Linked DNA regions of Mus musculus: region 1 is linked to region 2. The links are chromatin contacts, called in public HiChIP or PLAC-seq maps. All regions are on one chromosome and are shown on one strand. The core of a region is the stretch at or near the end of the contact, and the rest is flanking DNA. Distances in the headings are between cores, read along the strand shown.

What was found. HiChIP or PLAC-seq counts read pairs in DNA pulled down with a chosen protein or histone mark.
Region 1: a contact with region 2 is called in a FOXA1 HiChIP or PLAC-seq map of pancreatic cancer cells. The contact joins two enhancer-like sites. A contact is called at or near these places in 1 of 484 Hi-C or Micro-C datasets (natural killer cells) and 2 of 115 datasets of contacts at active chromatin or transcription factors (CD8 T cells and pancreatic cancer cells).

Annotation. Positions count from the first base shown.
Region 1 is chr1:127,621,120-127,626,029 of GRCm38.p6, forward strand. All of the region lies in intron 2 of Tmem163 (transmembrane protein 163), which reads right to left. Among named protein-coding and RNA genes, the nearest start is that of Tmem163, 54 kb to the right of the region's middle. Within about 2 kb of position 1,717, at least 15 of the 459 cell types and tissues checked have an H3K27ac peak or open chromatin away from gene starts, as enhancers often do. A contact at or near this core is called in pancreatic cancer cells, where this site is marked.
Region 2 is chr1:127,231,908-127,237,176 of GRCm38.p6, forward strand. The region is part of intron 1 of Mgat5 (mannoside acetylglucosaminyltransferase 5); the gene reads left to right. Among named protein-coding and RNA genes, the nearest start is that of Mgat5, 30 kb to the left of the region's middle. Within about 2 kb of position 1,489, at least 68 of the 459 cell types and tissues checked have an H3K27ac peak or open chromatin away from gene starts, as enhancers often do. A contact at or near this core is called in pancreatic cancer cells, where this site is marked.

The DNA of each region.
Region 1 (4,910 bases), core at 467-2,966, 390 kb after region 2:
AACCTCTTTAAATTCTATAGAATAAGCTCTTTTTTTTTCCATCTATGAATTAAGCATTGAACAGATTGCATAAAATTAACTCTCACACATTCTTTTTTAAAGTGTGGGTGAGTGTGTGTGTGTGTGTGTGTATGAATTTATGTGCATAAGAGAACAAATTCCCCCCAAAAGTCAGAACAGGGCGTTGGGTCAGTGGAAACTGGAGTTCAGGCGGTTGTAAGTTGCCAGATAAGGATGTTGGGAACTGAACAGAGATCCTCTGCAAGAGCAGACATGCTCTTAACCACGGAGCTATTCCTCCACCTCCTGGAACACAGACTCAAGTTTAGTTTACCCAGAGGCCCCAGGTCCACACATTCTTCTGGGGACATGCACAACATTAAGACAGCAGGCTTGAATGGAGTCAGAATTGGAATTACATGACAAGATCCGACACACTCCTTAAAGGAGCTGTTCACAGGTTTGCTCATTTGCATGTATTCTGTTTCCACACTAGAAAAATCAGATGTAATTTCTCTTTTTTGGTAGATATTTTGAGCAAGTAGGAAGTGATTTTCTCCTTAGCTGAGTTGCTCTCAACAGTCAATGGCTACTGCAGCAGGGACATCACTTTTCTTCAGTAGTGTGGCCACTGATAAGTTGCCCCTGATCCCATAAATGACTCCTTACCCAGGTTCACACAAGCAACTCTAATTAAACTCAGTGGGTTTTTTTTTTTTTTAAGAACATTAAAGTAGGGGGAGGAAGAGGAGGTTTTTTAAAGGAAGAGTGGATAGTAGATTTTTTTTCAAAAGGGAATGGGGTGAATATGATCAGAATACATTATATGCGTCTATGAAATTGACAAAGCATAAATACAAAGTTAATTTAAGAGAAAGCGGTCTCTTTATCCAAGCTCTGTAACGGAGCTGAAGAGACAGCTTAGAAGCTACATTGCCTGTACCAGCCTGTGGGCTTAAGTTAGATCCCCAGGGCTCACACAAAAGGCCAGGTAAGTGGGTACACACTACACTTTTAATCCCAGCTAGGGAGGTAGAGCCAAGAGGATCCCTGGAGCTTAGTGGCCAGCCAGCCCTTAACTGCTGAGCTCCAGGCCAGTGAGAGGCCCTGCCTCAAAGAAGATGAAGCTTGAGCAACAATATATAAGGCTGCTCTGGCCTCCACCTCCACCTGCACACACATGCACAAATATACACATGAACATATACACACGCACACACAAGCATATGGAGGGGGGTAGGATAATATAATGAAAGAATAGGAGAGGTATATATTAAATGCAGAAAAGAGACTAGCTCACCCTGACAGAGACAAGGCTAATGAGGGCATCTGTCAAAAGGAGCTCTAGCCTTCTGTCCTGCTCTGTTTTTAAGACGATTAGTCACACAATATCGAAGTACGTACACAGGAGGGAAAAGCAGGCTCCCTCCGAGCATGACTGAAATGTTAACAGTGATTCATGCTGGGATTTAGGAAGTGAGTAATTGTGACTCTCCCCTTTATGGTTTTTCTCCTAGGAAGGAGATAAGGAAAGGTACAGGGAGGACTGGTTCATCGCTGCCTTGATACCCACTGGCCCTCTCAAGAATGCTGATATCCCATGACTGGAGAGATGCTTGGTGGGCAAGATCCCTGCCGTGAAATCATGAAGACCCTGGTTCTATCTCTAGCATCTATGTAAAAAAGTAATGGGTGTGATGTCATGGCATGTGTTTGTTTTATCAACACAGGGCAAGGAGGAAACAAGAGGACAACCCCCCACCCCACCCCCAGGCAGACTCACATCAGTGAGCTCCAGGTTGAGTGAGAGACCCTATCTCAAAAATAAGGTGAAGTGTGATAAAGACATCTACATCAGCTTCTGGCCTCTACATGTACACACACACAGAGACACACATACAGACACACAGACACACACACACACTTACCACATTACAAGCTTCATGAGAAACAAAAACAAAAAACAAAAAACAAAAACAAACAAGTTTCCAACAAGGCTTTTGCATCACAGAGGGTCTAAATCATCAAACGGTAACATCTTTAGGCTGGGCCTGGCACACGGAGACTCCTTGTTAAGCTAAAACTCCCTCTGGTTTCTTTGAGAACACGTGTAAATTAAGTCTGTGTAGCAATACTCCCCCAACACCACACATGCTTCCAATGCCAAGGGACACAGCTGGCAGCTCAGCTTGACGCTCTCCTCTGGGAATCTGCAGGTCTACAGGACTGTCAGGTCTCTGTGTGACCAAGTTTCTACCTCAGGTATCTGTGTTGCCTCAAGGCGACCCACAGAGAAGAATCAAGCAGAGGTTGGACTTCCCCAACAAAAGTTGAATTCTGTTCCTGCCTGAGAAGCCTTAGAGGGAGTGCAGCTTCAAGCTGGTCAAACTGGCTATGTTGTTTAGGAATTGTTAATACAAGTACTTCAAAGCCTGCTTCTATACCCTCCTGATAGGAATGAAGATATCTAAATAGACTGTCTTAGTTAGGACTATCACTGCTTCAATGAAACACCATGACCAAAGCAACTTGAGAAGGAAAGGGCTTATTCAGCTTCCACTTCCACACTATGGTTCATCAGCAAAAGAAATCAGGACAGGAACTCCAATGAGGCAGGAGCTGATGCAGAGGCCATGGAGGGGTGCTGCTTACTCGCTTGCTCTCCATGGCTTGCTTAGCCTGCTTTCTTATAGACTCCTGGACCATCAGTCCAGGGATGGTATCACCCACAATGGACTGGGCCCTCCCCTATCAATTACTAATTAAGAAAATGCCCTTCAGGCCTGACTATAGCCTGATCTGATGGAGGTAATTTCTCAATTGAGATTCCCTCCTCTCTGATGACTCCACCTTGTGTCAAGTTGACATAAAACTAGCCAGAACAGAGACACTATGCCCATCTTCACCTTGGCTACCAGACTACAGAAGAGTGGTGCCCCCAAAATTGGATTCCCACCTTCCAAAAAGGGAAAGGCTAAAACTTGTTGCCAGGCAGAGGAGGGCCTTGTCTCCCAAGAAATGTCATCAAACCATCTTGCATAAGAAACTGGAGTCCAGGCAGTAATGGGTTAGTAATGGTTGGGACCACATCATGGCTGAGACTGCTTAGCTATGCATGCCTCTTGCCCTCTATTTAAAACTAAACCTCAGATGGGCTTGAGGTGGGAAGCAACAGTGGCAGGACGTCAATTTGTTTCTCTTTCCAATGTAGCTACAGTAAATAAATCTCCCTCCTCCAGTTTTCCATGTCACTTGTCTCTTTAACTGACCTATTAAGTAAGATGCCTGGACCTAGCTTGGGTGGGTTGCCAGAGCCCAGGACCTGACCCTCTCTAACAACTTTAGAAACATGCTGGGTGGTCCCAAAAGGCATGGGTTTGTTGAGCAAAACAAACGCCTAGGACAGAACTCATTAGACATTCAAAGATTCATCAGATTCAAAATCCTTAATGAACTTCTTGCTACTTCTTTTAGAAAAGGCAGAGATAGTAACTGTGTGGGGGATACCCTGCCTTGGCTGTTTGGACCACTGATGTGTTGGTTCTGGATGAGTTTGGTGAGTGACATTGATAAGCCAGGGTCAGGTGCTCTAAGTGTGTGCTCCACAAGTCCTCAACTACATGGTATCCTTGCTACAATGCGTGTGTGTGTGTGTGTGTGTGTGTGTGTGTGTGTGTGCATGAGTGTGTGTTCATATGAATATGAATGTATTACAAGTACATGTATGTGCAGGTATATGTATATGGAGGTGTGACTGCACATGTGTGTAGAAGCCAGAGGTCAATCTCAGACATCATTCCTCAGGAGTCATCTATCTTCTTTTGTTGGTTTGTTTGTCTGAGATAGTTTCTCTCACAAGGGCATAAAGCCTGTTGGTTCAGCCAGGTTGGATGGCCAGTCAGCTCTTGTCTCTGTCTCAGCAGTGCTGGGACAGCACATACACCATCACAGCTGCCTTCATGTGGGGGATTTGGGACTCAACACTGGTGCTCACACTTGCATAGCACACACATTACTGAGTACAACATACAACACACACACACTGAGTCTATTTTGCCTCTGCTCATTAGCTTGGATAAGTGACAGGTGACATGAGCTGAATTCTAGTTTCAAATCTAACCCTAAATTCAAGTTCCTGAGGCTCAGAGACTCGTGCATGGTGAGTTAAGTTGGGTGTCTTCTCTGTCCTTTTGGGTTCCTATTCACTGGCTTAACAATACAGCGGGTGAGCAGTGGGGTCTCAGTTACCTTTCTCCTCTGAAAGACACAATATGAAGCAAGCATATCATTAATTGAGTGTATCTTAAACAAACAACTGACCCTCTGAGAGGCTGCCACAATAAAACTATAAAGAAAGTTGTGTGTGTGTGTGTGTGTGTGTGTGTGTGTGTGAGAGAGAGAGAGAGAGAGAGAGAGAATCACTTTCTTTTGGAGCAAGGTGGACCTGGCTTACATGTAGCCATTTCTTCATTCAGGTCTGCTGAGCAATTCAGCTCCTGAAAGACCCCTCACAGGAAAGACTCACTGGCTCCCAGCCTCCAGCATGTGCTACATGAAAGACACCACCACTAAGGTCTCAAAGAAGAGGCCCAGCAACCCTTTAGCCACTTCCTTCCCACCACAGCATCCGCCAGAGCAGGGCCCAGGGCTGCTCCCCTTCACTTCTGAAGGATGGGGACATGGGGGGAAGAGAAACTCTTTTGATCACTTTCAGCATACACCAGCACTCCAGAGACCAAAGGTCCTCTCCTTAAGCAAACACCTACCCCTTCTGATGCCTGCCCCAAAGGAGAATTTTTCTGAGCTGTTTTTCTTTTCCCTTGACCTCTCCTTCCCATCCTGTGTAGGAAGATTCTGTGTCTTCAAGGTACTCGTGTACTCCATAGACACTTGGGAGAAAAAGAGTCAAG
Region 2 (5,269 bases), core at 239-2,738:
CTGATGAATAGAGTGAAGAACTACAGAAAAATTTGGAAGGCAGTGGATGCAGAACTCTATGGAAGGAGAATAGCCCAGGAGTCCTGAGAGCCGAGTCCTGGACAGTGAACCAGGAAGTGTGCTAGCCACCTGGCTCAGGTACCGTGAAGGTCAAAGCCATTGGATTCCAAGCAAGAACAATATTGCAAGTCCAAGACAGTGGGTTCTAAAATTTGCCATTCATAAGAACCCTTTTGGATATGGGAAGAAGATAGGGAAGTGTCCATTTATTCCCCACTAAAACTAATGCTTTAAGATATAATTTCATAAATTGACAGTAGTATGTGTTTTGTTTTAAATAAATTAATGTACACTAGGTGGGAGCCTGTGCTTATATCTGGCCAGTGGGATGTATGACTCCGTCTAGAAAGCCTCTGGCTGGCTGGCCCAGTCCTTGATGGTGGGAGACCAGACTTAGTGGCTTGTGTAGACAGACACCATGCTTCTCTGTATCTCCCCATGGTTGGCAGCTAAGGCGCTCTTAGGGAGAGGCCATGAGGTTACCCTGCTTCTGGCTCTTTCCAAGCCTACTGTGTGGAGACCATCGTATTTACTTACTGACTTCTGCTATGCTGGGCATGGACTCCCCTGTCTCTAGACTGGGATTTGCAGAGATTCTTAGCCTTTTGCAGGTACTCAGTCTCGAGCCTACACACTCAGCAGAAGGTCTATAGTTTTAGATTCTAGCCCTCCTTCTGCTGTTTCTCTCCCTCTCTTCCTTCTCCTTCCCCATTCCTTGCCTTCCTTCTCCTCCCCTCCCCTCCTCTCTCCTCCCCCCTCTTCCTCCCTCCTCTTCCCCAATCCTCCTCCTCTCTCCTCCCCCCTCCTCCCATTCCTCCCTCCCCTCTCTTCTCCATTCTTCTTCCTTTCCTGCCTCCCTCCTTCTTTTCTCTGTCTTTCCCTCCTCCCTCACCTTCATTTCTTCTTCTGTGCCTCCCCTCCTTTCTTTCCCTCTTCCTTTTTTTTGTATGTACATTGATTTTTTTTTTATCCTTTAAGGATTACCACCCCTCCCCCCAACACACACACACACACACACACACACACACACACACACACATTAGGAACCCAGGGTCCAGTCTTGCTGAATTTTGAAACTTGATCTAGAAGTAAACCCTAAGCTTTGAGGGGTAAGTGGGAGCCAGTTTAAATTCTGGTGTTGCCCTTTGCTGCTGAGCCAGTTGGTTAACCGCTGACTTCCAGTTTCATGTTAAAAGTAGAGCAGGGAAAGTCTGGTAAGGATGTGTGTGTGTTCGTGTGTAATCAAAGGTGTGAACAGCACATGTGAAAATAAAGTCCCTTCCCGTCAGTAGACTCAGTAACTCAGGACCTTTGTCATCTTTCAAATATCCCTTCCCTGTGCCATTGCTTCCTGTACACTTGAGAGCAGAGAGCCTTGACTAAGCTTTCTCCTAGGCTCTTTCACAGGCTGTTTAGGTGTCTTTGATGTTGGCTCCTTAACCTTTGTCTTTTAAGTTCCTCCCCCCCAGTCGTAATGCTTTAAGGGCAGGTTAGTCTGTTCTTAGTCATATCCTGGTGTCTGATCATAAAACAACTCATTAATGTGTGTGCCTATCCTGTCCCAGCACACAGTTTGATAAGGAACTAACTGATTACACAGGGGGAAGAAATAAAATAATACTTCTTAGACTAGGCGTAGGGATCAGGTAGGAGGAGAGGGGGCAGGGGAGGGATATGTTTCAGAGTTATCCCCTTAGCATCATGGCGGGGAAATAGACAGGCATTGGGCTGGAGCAGTATCTGAGGGCTTTGCATCCTAATCCACAGGCAGCAGCAGGCAGAGAGAGAGAGAGAGACAGAGAGACAGGGGCAAGGAGACTCACACACACACACACACACACACACACACAGAGAGAGAGAGAGAGAGAGAGAGAGAGAGAGAGAGAGAGAGAGAGAGCGCACCACAGGGCCTGGTGTGGGCCCACTCCCAGTGACATACCTCCTCCAGCAACAAGATCACCTAATCCTAACAAACAATTTAGCATCAATTGGGTACTAAGCATTCAAATATATGAGCCTGTGGTGTGTGTGCGGCAGGGAATGGGGAACATTCAAACCTCCACAGTGTTCGTGGTGACATAGGCCTATAGTCCTAGCACTGGGAAGGAAGGAGGAGGGAGACAGACAGGGAATGCAAGGTCAGCTCATGGTATATTGAAAATCTGTGTCAAAAAAGAACACGTGAATAAATACATAAATGAATGACAAATAAAGCCAAAATTTTCATTTATGATTGGAATTTCAACATTGATGTTAATATTTGTACCCTGCCTGCCTTCCCTCCTTTCTTCCATCTTAGTCCCCCCTTTCTTTCTCCCTTCCTTTATCCTTCCATCCCTCTCTCCCTCTCTTTTCTCTCCCTTTGTTTCTCTTTTGCTCGAGAGAATGGTTTTGTAACATAAGACTCTTTGAAATTCTTAATCATTTAATATTTTTACTATTAAGATGGGATAATGGATGTGAACATCAGAATAATTGAAAACAAGAGCCTAATGCTGTACCTGCAATGTAATAGCTGTGCTATATAAAGTGTGTTGTCATTTTAAATTCGAATAAAGAGAAAAGAGGTGTTCATATTCTCTGCAGGCAGCTCAGCCTTCTGTGAAAAGGACCCTATTGATTAAACCCTTAGAAAGTTTAAAAAGCCCCCCTTTTAGCTCTAAGATATTGGCATTACTTATGATGGATGCCTACGAGCAGATAAAACGGTTGAGTCTTTTTGGTGGAAGAAGCCGGGATCTTTTCACAGCAAGAGGCAGTGGAAGAATATTCGCTGCAATTAAAAGCTGCAGTGTGAGTTTCATGAAATGTACATTTTTCATGCCTGAAGAGTCAGTTAAAAAAAAGTAATAGCCTGCTAGAAATGAAATGTGATGGGATTGAAGAGTTGTTGGTACCAGTTTCCCCTCCCCTCCCTTCCAGTCTTGAACCTGGTAGTGAAATCTCTGGTTGACAAATAAGTCCTGCCAGCCATCCTCTTCCTTAGCTCTTCTTCTTCTTCAATCCTGGAAGTAAACTTGACTGCGGAACTCCAGCTGTGGCTATGGCCATAAGGCCGGCTGGAATGTTGCATGCCTTCAGTTTGCCGAGGAACTGGTCCTGAGGCCACTTTGGACACTAATATCTGAGCTGCTCCAGTCCCTTCTGTAACAACGTACACCCCCTGTGCCTGAAGTTGATTCTCTGTTTTTAATACGTAACATAATATCAGTGCTTTTGATACAATATTGTGTAGGGAGTGTGACAAGAAAAAGAAAGTTCTATGTGTATTCAGGACTAGAGCCAAACAAGTTTCCTTTTCTCTAGGGAAGAGGGTTTTTACATAGTAAAGGCTGTGTAGCCAAAGGTGACCTTGACCATCTATCTCCTCCTCTTGCCTACACCCTCTGGGCTCCCACGGAGGGCTTATGCATGCTGGAGCTGGAGCTGGAGCTGGAGCCGGAGCCCAGGGTTTGTGATTGACCTACATCCCCGGTCCCCCAAAGCAGCTCTTTTCTTTTTTCCTGGATATTTTTCTATCTATGATTGGTTAAGTCTGTGGATGTGTTCCCATAGATACAGGGAGCCTGGTCTGGAAGTACCTTGATGATTGATTGTCCTTCAGTAAATATATAACTCATGTTACATTTTGCTGAAATCTCAAAATACTTCTTGTTTTCATCATGATCAAGACGAGTTGGTGGGTAACAGATACTCTTAGATCTTGTAACTTGGTGTATCAATAAGTAGGCACACATATTGCCATAATGCAATTATATCTTTAAAATATTTTGAATTTATTATTGTTGACACAGGGCATGCTCACTGTGGCTGAGGCTAACCTTAAACATCTGATCCTTGTGCCTCCACATCCTGAGGGGAGGGAGGTAGGCTTGGGTTAAAGAAGACTTGAAGACTTTGTGTCCTTCTTTTCTTTCAAAGAATGATACTCAGGAGGCTGGGGATATAGGTTAGTTGGTAAAGTGCTTACCTGGTATGCAAGAGGCCTGGATTCAATCCCAAGGACCCCCTACATCAGGTGGCACACTATAATCCCAGTACTCACTGAGGTGGAGAGCAGCCAAACCAAACCAAACCAAACCAAACCAAACCAAACCAAAGCAGTGGTACCAGGGCAGGGGAATGCTTACCTTTGGGGTCAGGTGATCTGAGAGACTCTAACCTGGGACTGAGTCTATTTCTGTCAGAGAGTAATAAAGTTTTTCCTTAAGGACTTCCTTCAGTGTATCCAAGCCTATTTTATTTTGTGTGTGTGTGTGTGTGTGTGTGTGTGTGTGTGTGTGTGTGTGTGTGAGTGTGTGTGATGGGGCACTTGTGCCACCTGCGCTGGTGCATGTGTGGGGATCGAGAAGACAGCTTTCCAGACTTGGCTCTCTCCTTTCACCACATGGGTCCCTGGGCTCCAACTCATGTTACCAGGCTTAGTGGCAAGTGTCATCTCACTAGCCCAGGTGCCTATTTTTATTACTCTCCTTGGACTATAAAAGAGCTTGGACAAGTCTTTGGGCTTTGTGGTGTTTATTAGTAAGCAGGTGGCAGGAATGAAAGCTAAGTGATCCCACTTAGTTGTGTGCGCAGCTGGAGGAAGAACGGCTGTGAGCCCTTGCCCCCGGGGGATGATTGGAATCATCTGCTTGGCTCTGGAGGTGAGTTCAAGGCCCCACAGATAGAGCATCCTCCGGTTCTTTCAGCCTAGCGGATGGACCGCATGGGAATGCCCCCATGAGCTTCCAGGCCCACGTGGATGCATTTTCATCACAGCTGTGATAATGCAAGTCAATGCCTGAGCTCCTGGCAGGTAACACATTTTACCTGCAAAACTCCCGAGCAGAGACTAATGGCAGAAATAGTTACAGGGCACTGCCAGAATGAGGGATTGCCCCAGGCGCCTTGCCTTACAACTGTGGGAAAGCCCTCAGGCCCAGGACAAGGCGGGGGTGGGGTGGGGTGGGGGGGGGTGAGGCTGCTGGAGCCCAGGGAGGAGGGGATACAGGGTAGTCAGGGAAGCCCAGGGGTATGATTCCTAAGGAGAGAGTGTATTACTGTGACAATATGCCTACTGATGAAACTAGGGGGGGAACTTTTTTTTTTCCATTTTTTATTAGGTATTTAGCTCATTTACATTTCCAATGCTATACCAAAAGTTCCCCATACCCACCCACCTCCACTCCCCTACCCACCCACTTCCCCTTTTTGGCCCTGGCGTTCC